2 separate regions of the Lactuca sativa genome follow, and region 2 is linked to region 1. A link is a contact called in public Hi-C data. All regions are on one chromosome and are shown on one strand. Each heading gives the region's core, a stretch centred on a gene start, on an enhancer-like site or on the middle of the called end of the contact. The rest is flanking DNA. Distances are from core to core; before and after follow the strand shown. Region 1 holds the start of LOC111878731 (probable serine/threonine-protein kinase WNK4). Region 2 holds the start of LOC111878737.

Region 1 (5,759 bases), core at 2,056-4,555:
GCCGTCATGTTCTATGTTCTGTCCTGTGTAACAAACGGACCATAAAGATTTATTACTGACGCCAACGGACAGTTGAAGATTTTTTTATCATTGTCCGTTAGCATTATAAAGCATACCTTGCAACCAATCACCACCCGATGCCATTCCATCGGTCTGGCGGGAATCCGTCATTCCGGAGAATGATAATTGAGACGATGAGGAAGACGATAGAGATCGGAATGGATGGTTGTGATCATCATCTTCATCATGATTGAGATTAAGAATATGTGTATGTTGATCACTATTCCAAGTGGGTACAAGAGCAGAAATTTCTCCCTCAATCATATCAGCAATGTCCAAAGGCTCCCAATCTGTGATCTCAAGCTCCTTAACCATTTCAGACGCCACCTCATCCGCTGTATCGTGTAATATATCAAACGGGAAGTACACGTTTCTCACAGAACCTACATACACAATAAATAATAAAAACGATGCATTTTTTCAATACTATTTATTCCAGTTGTTAAATTACAACTATGCATTTTTAATAATTCTTGTCATTTTGTTTGCTTTTGTAAATTTTTAAATATTTATGATCATAACTTTTATAAAGCTTAATAATAATATATCATAACGAAACTGTGTTTTAAGGATCATCCTTACAAGAAATTAAACATTATAATTCACTTAATAATGTCTAGACTACTAAATTACAAAAACCATCCTTATGGTTTATCACTTTTTATCGAAATCGTCCATTAGTTTCATATGTTGCATTTTCCCTCCCTAAAACAAGATTTCATCATTCTTTTAGGCCCTGGGCTGTCTAACTTAACGGCCCAACCTTCAAACCTATGATAAAAAGACCTTTTTGCCCTTTTCTCCTCATGAATCTATTGATGCTTAAGATAAAATGAAGTTGAAAAGGATGGTGAAAATTACCTTCTCTATCTGCAATTTGCACCCGAAGAATAATGGTATCATCATCCGGATTCAATTTCCCAGCAATTGACATGTTGGTTCGTGGTGGATTTCCACCCAAACTCAGCTTCTCAATTTCAATCTCATCATTCATAAACGGTTTTTGATGAACATATTTAGATACTGGTAACACCCCGTATTCATCCATTGCTAAAAACGGATCAAGCATTAGATCTTTAGCAGATAACCTATTCGAAACATTCACCAAACACTTTCCAATGAAGCATTGAGCTTCTAGATCTTTCACTTTATAGAATGCCCGTGGAAGTTTGCCCTGAAATAGATTATAAACCCATGGACGTGAGTTTTTTTAATTTTTTTTTATACGAAATATATTACTTATGTAATCAAAATCGGATCATACCGATGTTACTTTCTTGTAAATTTGTGCAGGATTTGTACATTCGCTATACGGATATTCATGAGTTAGCATTTCTAATACACACATTCCGAATGAGTAGACATCAACCAATTCGTTGTAGTTTTCATCATAAAGCTCAGGTGCCATGAACTCTGGTGTGCCTGATATAATTTCACATGTTAATATGTTTATTTTTTTTAACATAAATAAGTTGAAATTAACCAATATCTTAATATTTGTATCTAGAGATGTACCAATGATTGTATGTGCTCTAAAAGAGCCACGAAGAATAGCTGCAAGGCCAAGATCACCAATCTTTACTTGACTCAAATGCCCATTTACAAAAATATTGTCACATTTAAGGTCTCTATGGATCACAGGCGGATCATGCCCATGAAGATAAATCAGGCCCGAGAGAATCTGGCGGGCCCAAATCTTTATGGCCCGGATATCCACTTTATTATATTTCTTCCTGTATCTGAACATTCATACATACATACACATAAAGAATTAGCAAAAGAAGGAAAATGTATTGATAATTAATTAGTGTGATAAAGAAAAGATTACTCTTTGAGGGTTCCTGAAGTGAACAATTCAGTAATGAAATTAAAGGTTCTTCGATCCACATCAATCCATGAGGTGTAGAATTTGATGATTGAATCATGATTGAGGGTGCCAAGAAGGTGAACCTCTGAGTAGAGACGTTTTAAGTCTTCAGGAGATCTGAGCAAGTTGTTAAGCTTCACTTGGCCCCACGCAACTTCCATTCCAAGAACTTCATCAATGGCTTTGTATACAGTTTTCATTGCCCCTTTTCCAAGAACTTCCTTAAACTGCTCATTAAAAAAAATTAAAATTGAAATTAAAATCACTGTGAATCAAGAAACCAAAAGACCATTGTCATCATACATGGTCTGTGCAGGGTATGCACGTGCATGCTCTGAAAAGAAATTTGCAGTGTAAACAAATAAAATAAAAATAAAAATAACTCTGCCACTAGTTTCGCTATGATTTTCAGATCAATTTAAACCACCAAATTTGTTCAACGATCATCAAGATTAGATTATTTTCTCATATGCAAGAGTTTTAACTCCAAAAAGGCCATTCATTTTATAAAGATTGCATCAAAATTTCATTTTGCGGCATCAAATAACATCAAAGGTGAGTACTTTCATCATTCTTCTGAAAGGAATCAAACGTAAAAGTCCTCAATGGATTAGAACTCCATTTTGGAATTCCATTTCTAAAATCTTTATAGAAGCCCATCACATGATGAAATTCCACATAATCAAATTCTAGGGCTTAAAATTCACCAATACTTTAACAATCAAAAGAAACAATTGCAAGAATGACCCATCAAAGTAGTCATCATACCCGACCATATCGACCAGTTGGGTCGGTCTCAACATAGCGATGACGAGCATCTTCATCACCAGAAGGAGATCTTGATTTGGGATTAAGCATGGCTGCAGCTTTTCTTGACCCCAAAAGTTGCTTAAGAAACTATATAATATAAAGTTGAAGAAGATACGTGTATTAATGTAAGAATATGAAACCAGAGGAGAACAGAGAAAAAAAGAAGAGCACCCACTATCTAAATAAAGATTTTTAGGGTTTTTACCGTCATTATTTTTCACAGAAGAAGACACCAAACATGAGCCAAAAATGACGATTGCAGTTAATCTGCTGCAGTATCCAAGAATCAGCCATATTCATCTCTACTACCTTTGACAAGTCGTTGTTTTTTAACTTCTTAATTAAAGAATTCATGCTAGTAAACCTCTGATTTTGGGTGAAGTAAAAATTACGAAGGTTGAGGAATTTGAACAGGTGGGTCTAGGTTTGAATTGACAAGGGAATATTTATGAAAAATGTGTGTGGGTAATCCAGAGGAATTGGACTCTTGTGTGAGTCAAAACTCAAAAAGTTTCAAGAATGGAGATGAAGGTGAGAGACAAATGACGACGATAAGGATCTTTGAGCTTTAGGATCTGTGGCCATAGTTAGTTGGAGCCACGCGTGAGTGGGGTGGGGTTGGGTGGGTTGATAAGACAAAAGGAGAAGGAAGAAGTGCTTCTTGTTGTTGACTACTGATTGAATGGCTGGAAGCTTTCCTTCAAGGGCTAATATTCAAAAGTTATATGAATAGTCCTTCAAGTTTAGAAAAAATATGAATTATAAGATATTAAAAGGGTGCCAAATGAAAGTCCATCGTTTCCAAAATTTCATCCGATTTTAAAACGTACTTAACGTAACGTAGGGATGAATATTTTAACCGAAAGATAGAATCGGAATCGTTTAGTGGTATTCAGTTCGGTTATTGATTTTTAGTTTGCAGTTTATTTGGTTTTCGGCTCTAATCTGGTTTGGACCGATTATGGTTTTGAACACCTTCTTAGACAGCATACTTGTTAGGGGGTGTTTGGCAAAGCTTAAAAAAAAAGAATTTTTTGACTTATTACTGGTTTGGTATCGGTATAAGTCAAAAAAAGTATTTGGATAAAAAATAATATATAGTTGTTGGTAACCTCTAATAAGTCAAAAAGTGATAAGTAACTTATCCCTTATTTATTAAAAACTCATTATTTCACCAAATAAGTTATAAGTCAAAAACTCATAAGTCTTTTCAAATAAGCTTTGTCAAACACCCTCTTAGTAGAACCGGAACCGGTTAGTAGCATTCGGTATGGTTTTCGGTTTTTCGGTTTAGGATTGGTTTGGTGTTGACCGATTTACATGCCAAACGTAACTTTTACCGAAACTCAAAGCATCCACAATAGGAGTCAGGAGAGTTGAATGAGGTGGAAACTCTAGTTATCATCCAATTGATGAAACTTTACCATTATGACTCATATTTATGAGCTACCAATGGCACCTTGTCATTCAATGACTTTGTAGCTCAATGGTAACTGAATCGTTTAATGGAAAAAAAAAATTCAATACTTAGATAAACATTTGAATATGTTTTATTGAACTTCATAAAATTTAATGTATTGTTGGAAAAAAAAAATAATAGAATTGCATGGAATATAGAGTGATAATCAATTAAACTATATGAAATTTAATGTATTATGTATGCCCTTGTATAAATGACATTATCCATATCATCGTATTTGAAGTCTCATATTACATATTTGAGGGTGTGTGTGATGTTAAAATGTGGCCAGATAATTTTGATTAATCTGACTAGTCATTAATAACAATTTTTTTGAAAAAAAAAAAGAATTTGGATAATATTTTATGCTAATTTTAGGGACGTGATACTATAATACATGTCATGGTATGTGATAAGAATTATTAAGCTAATCGTTAAGGACTACAAGTTATTGGAATTTAGATATTATTTACATATTAGATATTGTTTATGTATAATTTTTATTAGCTTGTGCCTTAAGTTAGGTCATTCCATTTTTTATCTTTTTCCATGTATTTAAACCTTCTATTGATCAATAAAAGAATCCGAATATTTATGTTGTCAATTTCTAGATGGTATCAGAGCGGGTTTTAACCAAACACACCAAACCCTAATCGATCGACAATCATGACAAGCACTGCAGAGAGTTCAAACCTGAAGAAGAACAATGGCGTTCCAAATAAGAACTCCACATTTTACATTCATGCATCTGATTACTCCAAATAGATGCATGTCAACAAAACTCTCAATGACAACAACTATACAGATTGGTCTCAAGAGATGATGAACTTTCTCTTTGCCAAAAATAAGGTTGGTTTAGTTGATGGGTCCATCGCGAAAATCAGGAAAGGATTTAGCTGAATACATGTCCTGGATGCGTTGTGATGTCATTGTAAAAGGGTGGTTTTGGATTAATGTCTAAGTCCATAACTATATTTGGTATGTACTTGACCCGACCCGGCATGGTCTATTTGGGTTGCACTTCACCGGCACAATTTATATGGATAATCTTTTGAGAATAGTATATTTATGATTATAGTAATATATTATAAGTTCTAATATATTAATATGGAATCATATTATTTAATTAGTATTGATCAAGATTTAATTTAGAATTAATTAAGTGATCAAAATAAACTAATTAAATATGGACTTTTAGATATATGTGTGTGATGGGCCAAGTTCATTTAGGTTGGGCTAAGATTTCATGGATAGTCCATGGAGCGTTTAACCCATGGATCATATGAAATGAAAGGTCATGGGTTTAACCCTAGTCTCCACACTATATAAAGATGTCCTTGGTTGGTGAAATTGGCACTAGTGTGGGTACACTAAGAGGGCTAGCCGATTTCACTAGAGAGAACCAAAGTATTCTTATTCTCAAAGTCTTCCAAGTTGTTTTGGTGATTTGTGATTCCACTTGAGGCTTCCACACTATTGTGGCTAAGCTGTTAAAGCTTGAAGACATCAAGCTACACCAAAAGGTATGTCATCTAACTAGTCTTTGTAGTATAGTTTCCTCAT
Region 2 (5,759 bases), core at 1,402-3,901, 200 kb after region 1:
AACTGTTCTTTCATATATCTGTTTATTATTGCATCATACTTTCATTTCTTTCTATTACAGCATTGTACTATTTGGATGACATTGCTATATTTTTTTCAAAGTAAAACACTGTAAGAGAAAGATACTGTAATAAACACATAAATGAAGGTACCTTGAAATTTCTTGAATTTAATCCTATGTTTAATATGATTACAAAACAATGACCTGTTTTTCACATAAATGGATTGAAATTTGAAAACTTTATATATTTCTTACCAGAAAAGTCAGGCATTGAAGATTTGGAAACCGGACCATCCAAACTAATGCAATATTCATCCCAGTCAAACTTGCTATAATAATCCAAAAATCTGTAGAGAACCTAAAAAGGGGCAAAAATAGATGATTGGTGGAATTGAACTATGATTTAGTATGAAATAAAGGGAAGAGATTTTATTATTACCTCTGTGGGGCTATTTAGAGATGCATTGAAGACATGGAATATGTATAGGACTAAAGTTTCCAATGCATAAGTAGAAATTAACCCATGATGAGCCCCAAGTATACGACTTTCATAGTAACACCATGCTTTTATCAAAATAATACTGCGTTTAAAAAGATGATCTTTGCCAACAAGGCGATCAACCTGCATCAAAGATTCAAGAAAGGTTCAAATTTTAAATAATCAAGAATGATGATGTTAAAAATTTGACATAAAGCATAATAAGATGATACCTGTTCAAGAAAACACAATGTACAAAGTCCACCCAGCTGATTAAATGATATATCTATGACAATGTCTTGAACAAGGCATTTCACGAGCTTCACCTGCCAATAAAAAATCGGTTTTTTAGTCATTTTCACATAAAAGAAAGTGATAAAGCTATGAGGATTAGATTACCTCAGCATCGATGAATTGGGTATCCTTCAGTATAAACTCAGTGTTTCCATTCTGCTCTTCTTCTTGAAGAACACGAAGAACTTCACGAGGCAAATTTTCATCCAAGTTAGGAGTACTAAGGACTGTTAGATCAATGTCTCCATCAGGCAGATAAGTCTTGAGTGGCACTGAACCATATGGGAATACCTATAACAAGTGCACCACCAAAAGTTAGATCAAAAAGATATGATCCATAAAAGAAGGATGTGTAATGTACCAAAAAGTTAAAATACATTAACGAAACAAGAAAATGGATGAGAAAACAATAAAAATAGAATAGAAAAAGATATCATGAACCATTTCTTGAAATAACCCAAGTAAAGCCAAAAAATAGGATACAAAAAACAACAGAGTCGTGTGATGTAGCAAAAGGTTAAAATTAAACAGTGAAACAAGAAACAGGGAAAGAAAACATATAATACAAGAGATATATGTTCACTGTTCCTTGAATTAATTCAAGATTAGATGAGTATAAAGTTTTTTTCTTTTCACTCAATTTTCATTTCAGGAGAAGAATATGCAACGATAGCATCAAGCTATAAGCAAAATTCTCATATTGCTTTCTGAGATTCTTGGGCATGTTATATGATCAATCAAATTCTTTTTTAACTGTGGATTCCATAACTTGTCAGTAAAATCTAAGAATGCAACTTGAAAGAAACACTTGTCTTCTAAGACTAAATACCAAAGTCACGAACAAGATAATGAACAATACGCATCAAAAAATGCTAAAAATACAAGTGGACTCAAACAGAGAATATCAATTGTTCTAGACTTCAATCCAGTCGCTTAAACATCAATTACATAGCTACATAACAGCTTCGCGATTGAACATATAACACTTGCAACAAGGGGGTGTTTCGATGTTTAGCTTCAGAAGCAACTCGAAGAATATAATCAAAATGATTAAAGAAATAGTATGCGCAATCAGATCAAAGTTCATTATAAACGGTATAACCCAGAACACGGATGACGGACAAGATTTACGCATGCAAAATGAAGCATAAAAACAAGAAATTATGGAGTAACTGAGTCTAATTAACCTCTAATCGGAGATTGCATCTGATGAGCTTCTGCACGTATTCAATCACGTCTTTCCTCTTCTCATCAGAATCCAAAGTCGGGTGGATGCAATTCAACACTTCCCGAACCGGGTCTTCAGCTAAAACCCAAGTCTCCGCCCGAATCGAATTCGGATCCGGATTAGACAATGGTGCGGCAAACGTGGGCGAAAACGGGCGATCCTCTTCCATAGCAAGATCGCCCATTCAAAAAGAACCAAGAGGAAATGAAAAAAGATATAGGTGTATCGTATATTTATGGTAACGCAAAAACCCTTGGAAATATCAGTCAAATTCCCCGAAATTCGCACAGAAAAGGGGGTTTTGAATGTGATAGCAAAACCATGATTGTAGAATCGGAAGCAAAATTGAGGGGAAAACAAGGAAAATTTGGAAAAAGGTTTGAAGGGTTTATGGAGAAAGAATACACACGGAATTCTCTATGTTGTGTATACGCTTATCTATAGAGCCCAAATCCAGAAGGCTCACCTCTCGATCTTTTCTTCTTCGTCGGTTACTCTGACATGGATATAGAGATATACAGAAAGTGTACGCATAGGTTAAATATATTGTCTCTTTATGTATGTTATGTATCGATCTCTGAACCGAGCACGATACGCGACGCCCTGGAAGCGAAGGGATAATTTTAGAGCAATTAGCAAAGAGCATGTGTTCTTTTACAATTTATAATCTGATGAGAAATTTCGCGAAATGCAACCCCTAGAGTATTAGTTACCTTACTCTTACTGTCTTATCCTTCTTTTTTTTTTTTTTTTTTTTTTTTTTTTTTTTAATTACAATAATCATCCTAAAAAATGATGATAGAGTGACAACATAATTTGCGGTTGATGGCGAAAAATAGCATCATAATTTGTCAAAATTTTCAATTATTGCAAAATATATTATTACTAAATATAAATATAACAATATATTATTTATTGTTTACAAGTACAATAGTAGGAAAATTTTCATGTAATTTGGTTAAGATTAAGTATAAGTATTTGACTAGATTATTGAAAATTTTCATGTAATCTGGTCAAAATTAAGCATTTGACTTTTACAAACAGAAAAATATCATTGCTTTTTATATATATATTTTTAGTATTTGTTATTATTTGTTTATTATTTATTAATTAAAAAATAAATTAAGGGATATATATATATATATATATATATATATATATATATATAGAGAGAGAGAGAGAGAGAGAGGTAGGTTCAAATGTTTCTCACATATATTATGTGCTAGAATGCACCAATAGGAATTTAATATTAATTATATGTATATTAAATTTTATCCATATTTATAACTCATTTTTATGGAAACTAATTAAATTTGTCATTAATGTCAATAATAATATTCTTTCAGAATGAAATCATATCTAGAAGAATGAGAGTGTATTCCAGCAGAATAAGAATGTATTATAATAGAATACACTCTCGTTCTTCATATTCTATGCAACTTTATTGTATTTTAAGTTAGTGGGTCCTGAAACAAAATACTAACTCATATATAAAACCTAGATGCGAATTCATTCTGAAAGAATGTTATTGCTGACATTAATGACGAATTTAATTAGTTTCCATAAAAAGATAATTATAATTATGGATATCATTTAATATACATATAATTATAGAAATCATTTAATATCTATATTTATTTAATTAAATAATTATTTCATTTACTAAATTCCTATTGGTGCATTGTAGCACACAATAAATGTAAGAAACAAAATAACCTAACCCCTTATATATATATATGAGACTCACTCTCACTCCCACCACCACCACCCCTACTAAATGAACTGATAACTAACAGTAGTCATAACCATCCACCGATAACCACAGCAAAAAACCTGAAAATCATAAAATAAACTTGAATTAAATCAACCATCATACCTTATTTGAAAAACATAATCATCAAATAAACTTGAAATCAATCAACCACCATACACCACTTGAAAAACCTGGCCGCCACTACCACCTCTACCATCAAACCACCTCTACAACCATTTTGAAAAATCCCCATAAAAACCTAAAAATCGATCGCCAAGGCGCCAAGCAAAAGAGGTTCAGGTCAGCGATGAACAAGCATATATGAATTTGGTTTAGGTTACAAGGTAGGAAAATGAAGAGATAAGGAAGGTAATAGATGAGAAAGTAAAAACAAGAGAGAGGGAACTGTTGTTGGTGCGACAGTGAGAGACGATTCAGAGCGGCAGTCCGATGAACAACCAATTGTGGATCATGTTTGATGTTGTCATGCGAATTTTTGTGGTACATAAGCTTCAGAGTGTAGGTAGGTGGTATGAAATGTTCTACGATGAGGATTTAGAGGTTTCTAGAGGCGAATGGCAGCAACGGACGACCGTCTGACTATGATGGTCCATAATGGTTTAAGTTCATTTCAAATGAGATATGATATAATATATATATATATATATATAGAGAGAGAGAGAGAGAAAGAGACAAAGAGAAAGAGAGAGAGAGAGTTAATTGAGAAAAAAAAGGTTGCGAATGAGGAAATGAATTTGAGTCACTTGTTTCGAATATGTCGCTTAAGTGTTCCAGAATATAGGGTCGACGAAACATGTCATATTCATATATGAATACGTATATTGTAACACCTGTGTTCCAAGTATCTTTCATTTTTAACCTTAAAGTATAAAATTATTTGCAAAAATGGTCCTTACGTGGGGCGTTTGGTACGTCGAGCGTAGTACACTAAGTGATGGTGAGGAGGTTGTTGCATACGTTGGGTGTACGAAAGAGTATGTTGGGCGTACTCACGAAGACTTCAAACCATAATTTTTAGGGTTTGGAACATATTTAAAGAACTTTATGGCCTCAAACCTTTTCCTTACCTCCAGCCTCCATCCCTTTTAGCCCTCATCTCGAAAGCCTAACCCTTGTGTGCCAAAATTAAAGATTTTAAGTGATATTTTTGTGTTCTTGGTGATGAAGGAAATCCTTTAAAGTAGTGGTATTGCTCTCAAGCTTTCAAATCCAAATTCTTTTCATCCTTGTGAATCTTCAGGAGGTATAAATTTCATACCTTGGAGCTTACTTTGCTAGATCTTGTTTAAGCTTAGATTTATGACCTTTTTGTCTTAAAACCTTCATTTTTGTGAGTATGGAATACTCCAGAGCTTTTGAGTTGCTCATTCAGACGTTTTAGGGTGTATAGTATCATAAAAATGCAATCTTGGTCCTTTCCTTTCATCCATGCATGAATCATGTAGTTTTTGGTGATGTTGGAAGTTAGGGTTTTGGGATTAAGCTTCCTTTTGCCATGCAAAGGCAAAAGGGTTACAATTTTATGATTTTAGACATTGATTGGAGTTAGATCTGAAGTTTGGATGTTAAGTCTTAGAGCATTAAGTCCTTAGTTTAGAGTTTGGGACCCAGGGGATTATGTTGGGCGTAACCCTTAGTACGTTGGGCGTAGAAGGATTTCGTCATGTAAGTCTTCCAAGGTTCGAGCATACGTTGAGCGTAATGTGGAGTACATCGGGCTTACTCCTAGAAAACACATTGGGCCAAGTTTGGGCCTTGGGTTATTAAGGATTTTAGGGCCTTGATTAGTTAGGTTATGTATAGGAAAGGCAAAATGGTCTTGTACCCTTCATACGATAAAAGATGATATGGACCATTGTTTATAGGTTAAACCCTATTTTTTATTAAGATTGTTATTAGGTTATGATTAGTGTGAGGATCAGTGTTAGCAGCAACTTAAGTGTGTGATTCAGTTATCTTCAGTTAGATGTGAGTCTTCTTATCAC

What was found. Hi-C and Micro-C count contacts between places; a contact is called where the count stands out from the background.
Region 2: a contact with region 1 is called in a Hi-C map of bud, with 5 times the contacts expected there. The contact joins the promoter of LOC111878737 here to the promoter of LOC111878731 in region 1. A contact is called at or near these places in 3 of 4 Hi-C or Micro-C datasets (bud and leaf).

The regions. Positions count from the first base shown.
Region 1 is chr5:349,561,461-349,567,219 of Lsat_Salinas_v11, forward strand. LOC111878731 (probable serine/threonine-protein kinase WNK4) reads right to left here and starts at 3,306. Exons shown (of 8, transcript XM_023875235.3): 1 at 2,943-3,306; 2 at 2,696-2,824; 3 at 1,889-2,154; 4 at 1,576-1,799; 5 at 1,325-1,482; 6 at 922-1,234; 7 at 117-443. The coding sequence starts at 2,948.
Region 2 is chr5:349,767,056-349,772,814 of Lsat_Salinas_v11, forward strand. LOC111878737 reads right to left here and starts at 2,652. Exons shown (of 9, transcript XM_023875241.2): 1 at 1,960-2,652; 2 at 878-1,063; 3 at 712-804; 4 at 440-622; 5 at 256-358. The coding sequence starts at 2,184.